2 separate regions of the Pan troglodytes genome follow, and region 1 is linked to region 2. The links are chromatin contacts, called in public HiChIP or PLAC-seq maps. All regions are on one chromosome and are shown on one strand. Each heading gives the region's core, a stretch centred on a gene start, on an enhancer-like site or on the middle of the called end of the contact. The rest is flanking DNA. Distances are from core to core; before and after follow the strand shown. Region 1 holds the start of PHPT1 (phosphohistidine phosphatase 1). Region 2 holds the start of LCN12 (lipocalin 12).

Region 1 (2,700 bases), core at 134-2,633, 110 kb before region 2:
CACGCGGCGCCCCTGGGCAGCTACGCGCGCGAGCTGGCGGCCGCTGGGCGCCTCTACGAACCGGCAGAGTGCTTCCTGCTCAGCGTGTCCGTGGCCGTGGGACCCGGCACCGCGCCACCGGGGACACCCGCCCTGCCCGCGCCCGCGCCACGCAGCCACGGGCCAACAGTGCGCAAGTTCGCCAAGGTAGCGCTGGCGGCCGGCAGCCCCGCGCGGCCGCCCCCGGCGCGGAGCCGCGAGCCCGACATGGAGACGCTGATCCTGACGCCACCGCCGGGCACGGCGGGCCTGGATCAGGACGGCGAGGCGGGCCGGCGCGCGCGCGAGGTGGCCTTCATCCACATCCAGCGCGAGCTGCGGCTGCGCGGCGTCTTCCTGCGCCACGAGTTCCCGCGCGTCTACGAGCAGCTTTGCGAGTTCGTCGAGGCCAACAGGCGCTTCACGCCCACCACCATCTACCCCACGGACCGGCGCACCGGCCGCCCCTTCATGTGCATGATCATGGCCGCCTCCGAGCCGCGCGCGCTCGACTGGGTGGCCAGCGCCAACCTGCTGGACGACATCATGTGAGGCGCCGGGCCCACCAGGCCTAGCCCAGGCGCTGGCCCGAACCCTGCCCTGCCCACTCAGGCCCCGCCCGGCCCACCCAGGGCCGCCCCCGAGCCCCGCCAGGGCCCCACCCCGACTTCTTCTAGGCCCCGCCTCTAATTCCCCAGCCTTCCAAGCTCCGCTCAGTACGGCCTCCAGCTCCGCCCAGGCCCCCACCCCCCGGCCCTTCGTCCCTGTAGTGTTCCTCACAGGCCCTTCGCCTTCCCACCCCCAGCAACCCCTCTCCCTCCTCCGGGTCTCCTCCCTCTCCCAGCTCGCCCTCGAGGATCCCCAGAAGAAGTCGGTCCTCGCCCTCGGTGCTCCCCGCTGGGAGGCGGGGTGGGCCTGAGGACCGCCGAGCTCTGCCTTCACTCGGAGGGGTCACTACTGCACAGACCCCACCCGTACAGATCCGGTCCCCGTCGGTCCGCGGGGCTCTCGCTGGAGCCTCCCCGACTCCGGTTTCCCCTCGTCCAGAAGCCCGACGTAACCAAAGCCCAGTCTGTCACTTTAAACACGCCCCGCCCCGCCTCCCGCGGCAGTGTTGCCTCCTCGCTGGAGAACACCCTGGTCGACCTCTGTGCGTCCGTGTGCGCGAGCGCGTCCCGCCGAGGCGGTGGGCAGGGCGGACGGTGCGCAGTGCGTTCCCGCTGGTCGGAGCCAGCACACTAACCACGCCACGCGCCCTGCCGTCCCTTCGCCTCCAGCCGCTGCAGTCTGGGCCCTGCAGGAGCTGGGAAAAACCGCAGGGAGGTCTTCAGGCCGATATGCAAGTCTCCCAGCCGAAAGGGCAGGGGACCTGAACAGGGGAAGCAGAGCACATGGGCCTGGCCAGAGCTGATACCTGGCTAGGAGAGGAAGGACCAAGGGACGGGGCGTTCCCAGGTGGGAGCCTGGAGGGCAAAGCGTGGTGCGAGCAGGTGAGGGAGAGAGCTAGTTGGTAAGCGTGGAAGCCCACCCGAGGGGGCTTGACCTGTCCCGAGAGGTCCCCGCACACCCGCTCTGGCCGCACCCCGTACTGCGGGCGTGGAGGCGCAAGCCCGGCGGCCCGGCCTCCACCTGTCCCCCAAGTGCACCCTGGTCCGCGCCCAGAGCTCTCTGGAGGGTGGGGTATCCGGGAGAGGGGTGGAGGCCAAACGCAAGGGCCCTCCTGGAGTCCCCAGCCCTACTTCGGAGCCAGGGGAGGGGGCACCAAGTGAGAGAAATTGGGCACCCCCGCCTCCGCTCCTGCTTTCGCACCCGGCGCGCCCATCTCGTCCCCGCGCGTCTGCACCGGCCAGGCGTCCCGCTTGCCCACCCGCCGCCGCGCCCCGCGCCCCCTACCCCAGGGCCTCTGCATTCGGCCCCACCCCTGAGGGCCGGCCAGGAACGCCCCTGGGCCGGAATAATTTCCAGGGGGCAAGAGCTTTCGAACCAAGTAAAATAGAACTTGAATGTAGCGGCTGCTGTTGCCTCCTTGTACGGGTAGCGGGGTTGGGGACGGAAGCCTTCGGTCGGTGGAGAGGAGAAAGGGAGAGGCCTTCGGGCGGTGGACGGGGAAGAGAGGGAGTCCTTCGGGCGGTGGAGGGGGTAGAGAGCGAGGCCTTCGGGCGGTGGAGAGCGGGGAGGGGGAGTCCTTCGGGCGGTGGGAGGGGGAGAGAGGGAGGCCTTTGGGCGGTGGGAGGGGGAGGGGGGAGTCCTTCGGGCGGTGGGAGGGGGAGGGGGAGTCCTTCGGGCGGTGGGAGGGGGAGGGGGGAGGCCTTTGGGCGGTGGGGGCCACGGGGAGGGTGGCCTTCGGACTACGTGCGGGACAGGAGGTCAGGGCTGGCAAGTCCCTCAGGCCTCCCTCGTTGCCCCAGCCTCGCGGGCCGCCTAACTGCCCCGTTCCAAGGGTGCCACCGGACCCCGCTGGAGAGGAACTTTTCCGTTGGCTGGATTTCATCACCACCCATTCCCGATTCCACGTTTCCTTTAAGCGGGGCTGGCGGAGCCGCAAGGCGGCAAGGAACTGGATTGCGATTGGTCAGCACGTGCCTCGGTCGGCGGTACAATTGGCTGAGGCGCTGGGCCTTGGGAAGCATTCCCCGACGGGATTGGTCGTCGCTCTCGCAGAGCCCGCCTCCCGCAGTACAA
Region 2 (2,700 bases), core at 48-2,547:
CACCTCCTGGGATGAGCCTAAGTCCCTTGTAAGCAGGGCTGGGTGAGGGGAGGAGGTGGCCAGGACAGGGAATCTGGGGTGGGAGGGGGCGTCCAGGACAGGGAATCTGGGGTGGGAGGGGGCGGCCAGGACAGGGACCTGGGGGGAGGAGGTGGCCTGGACAGAGGCTCACAGGCCAGGCACACGGTGAGTGGGAGGCACCTGGCTCACCCTTGGTGACCCCGTAACATGGAGTCCAGCACCCAGAGGCTTCAGCTACCTGTGAGGATGGGAGGAGAGGTCAGGAAGGGGACTCCACTCCCTAGCCCCATCATCCAAGGGGTGTCAGGGCAGCTAGAAGCCCCAAGCCTGCCAATGCCCTCCCTGCCAGCCCGCTTTTTACATTTTATTTTTATATTTTTAGAGATGAGATCTCAGTCTTGCCCAGGCTGGAGTCTGGTGGCACAATCATAGCTTACTGCAGGCTCAAACTCCTGGGCTAAAGCAATCCTCCCACCTCAGCCTCTCAAGTAGCTGGGACCACAGGTGTGCACCACCACCCCCAGCTAACTTTTAAATTTTTTTGTAGAGATGGTGTCTCGCTATGTTGTCTAGGGTGATGTCAAACTCCTGGGCTCGAGCGATCCTCCCGCCTTGGCCCCCCAAAGTGCTGGGATTATAGGCATGAGCCTCTGTGCCTGGCCTACTAATCCTTTCTTTTAGGCAGGACCAGCATGGGGTGCCCACTCCCATTAGTGGGGCTTCCCAGCCCTGCCCCTCCCTCTGGGCAGAGACTGCGTTTAAAATGCCCCAGCTGTCCTCACCAGGGTGCCTGGGTGCTCTGCAGGCCCCAGCCTCCCTCCTCGCCTGCTCGGGCCACCTCCACCCCGGCCTCATGGCCACAGGGCCCCTCCCTGGTCCTGTTCTTGCTCCAGGGCCACGGCCCACGCTGCGGTTCAGGCATGTGCGGAGCCAGGCAGGGTAGGGGTGGGGGGGCGGCTGGCAGCCCCAGGCCCTGCAGGGGGAATGCCCAGGTTTGGCCACAGCTGGGCCCTATCCCTTATGGCTGCGGCAGGTCACGCTGTCTGTCTGGGACGCAACATTCTGTGACAGGGAGGAAGGCTGGGGCAGGCTGCGTGGGGCCTCTGAACCCCCAGCATGGGGCACTTGGAAGGGGGCTGAAGGGGGCAGGGCCTCAGAAATGAGAAGAGGTGGAAGGTGGACCTGGGGGCCCCTCCTACCCCACCTGGCTGGAACCCAAGAGACCGCAGGTGGGTGGGTGGGACCTGAGGAGAGCCCGCACCACCCAGCCCACACCAGGCCTGCCCTGGGCACCACCTCTCCTGCCAGTCCTGAGGAGGGAGGCAGAGGGGCACACCCCCTTGGGAGGGGCACCTGCTGGGTACGTGCATGAAGAGGTGGGTCTCTGGGCCACCTGCCCATGGCCACTTCCTTCTCTCTGTCCCTGTGGGCCCAGCAGCTGCCAGGATGAGGCTGCTGTGTGGCCTGTGGCTGTGGCTCTCCTTGCTGAAAGTCCTGCAGGCCCAGACCCCAACCCCCCCGCGACTCCCGCCCCCGATGCAGAGCTTCCAAGGAAACCAGGTACAGGGGTTTTGATGGAAGGAGAAGCAGCCGGCTGGGTCTGAGTGCAGGGAGAGGCTGGTGGCTGAGCAGGCCTGGGGATGCTGCCCAGAGAGCCAGGACCAGCCGTGCTTCCAGGAGCCCCCAGGCGGGCCCCTGACCTCCAGCAGAGGAGGGCCCAGCGCAGACCTTCCTGGCACCCATTCCCTGCCGTCACCCCAGCCCATCGCTCCCTCTGTGCGTGAGGGGAAACAGGCTCGGGAAGGCCGCACAGCCACTGGCCAGGGTCACCATGTCCCTGCCAGACCCAGAGTAGCCTCCGGTTCTTGCCAGTGTCCCTGGCGCCGGCCCAGCCGGGAGCACTGCTCTGTGAGGGGTCCAGAAGCTGCCAGGGAGGGCGGGAGGGGGCTCCTGACCCTGCCCACTGCCACCCCTGCCCACCGCCACCCCTGCCCACCACCGCCTCTGTAGTTCCAGGGGGAATGGTTCGTTCTGGGCCTGGTGGGCAACAGCTTCAGGCCGGAGCACAGGGTGCTGCTGAACGCTTTCGCCGCAACTTTCGAGCTAAGTGACGATGGCCGCTTTGAGGTGTGGAATGCCATGACTCGGTGAGTGGCTGTCCCTGCCGTTCCAAGCGGGTGAGGAGGATCCCGGGCCTGGGTCCCAGCCGCCAGTGGCTCAGGTGCGCCATGGGCCCTGTCCCAGCACAGGCAGCTTCATGACTCTGCCTGCCAATGACCAAACCCAGTTGGGGAGTATACAAAAAAGTGTGGGCAGCTGGGCGCGCTGGCTCACACCTGTAATCCTAGCACTTCGGGGGCCGGGCGCGCTGGCTCACACCTGTAATCCCAGCACTTCGGGGGCCGGGCGCGCTGGCTCACACCTGTAATCCTAGCACTTCGGGGGCCGAGCGCAGTGGCGCACACCTGTAATCCCAGCACTTTGGGGGCCGGGCACAGTGGCGCACACATGTAATCCCAGTACTTCAGGAGGCAGAGGCAGAAGGATCACTTGAACTCAGGAGTTTGAGACCAGCCTGAGCAACATAGTTAGACACCATCTCCACTCATGACGCTTGGCCACTCCCGCCGTGGGTCCCTCTGAATAAGCGGCTGAAATCTCCTGAGGGGCCCACCTCGG

The links. HiChIP or PLAC-seq counts read pairs in DNA pulled down with a chosen protein or histone mark.
Region 1: an H3K4me3 HiChIP or PLAC-seq map of stem cell-derived excitatory neurons shows a contact between it and region 2, with 3 times the contacts expected there. The contact joins the promoter of PHPT1 here to the promoter of LCN12 in region 2. A contact is called at or near these places in 1 of 7 Hi-C or Micro-C datasets (stem cell-derived neural progenitor cells) and 1 of 1 datasets of contacts at active chromatin or transcription factors (stem cell-derived excitatory neurons).

The regions. Positions count from the first base shown.
Region 1 is chr11:1,609,358-1,612,057 of NHGRI_mPanTro3-v2.0_pri, reverse strand. It overlaps PHPT1 (phosphohistidine phosphatase 1), which reads left to right and starts at 1,383. Exons shown (of 5, transcript XM_016962189.4): 1 at 1,383-1,508; 2 at 2,544-2,700. AJM1 (apical junction component 1 homolog) reads left to right here. Exons shown (of 3, transcript XM_016962177.3): 3 at 1-2,026. The coding sequence ends at 570.
Region 2 is chr11:1,503,704-1,506,403 of NHGRI_mPanTro3-v2.0_pri, reverse strand. LCN12 (lipocalin 12) reads left to right here and starts at 1,297. Exons shown (of 6, transcript XR_001721108.3): 1 at 1,297-1,581; 2 at 2,032-2,168.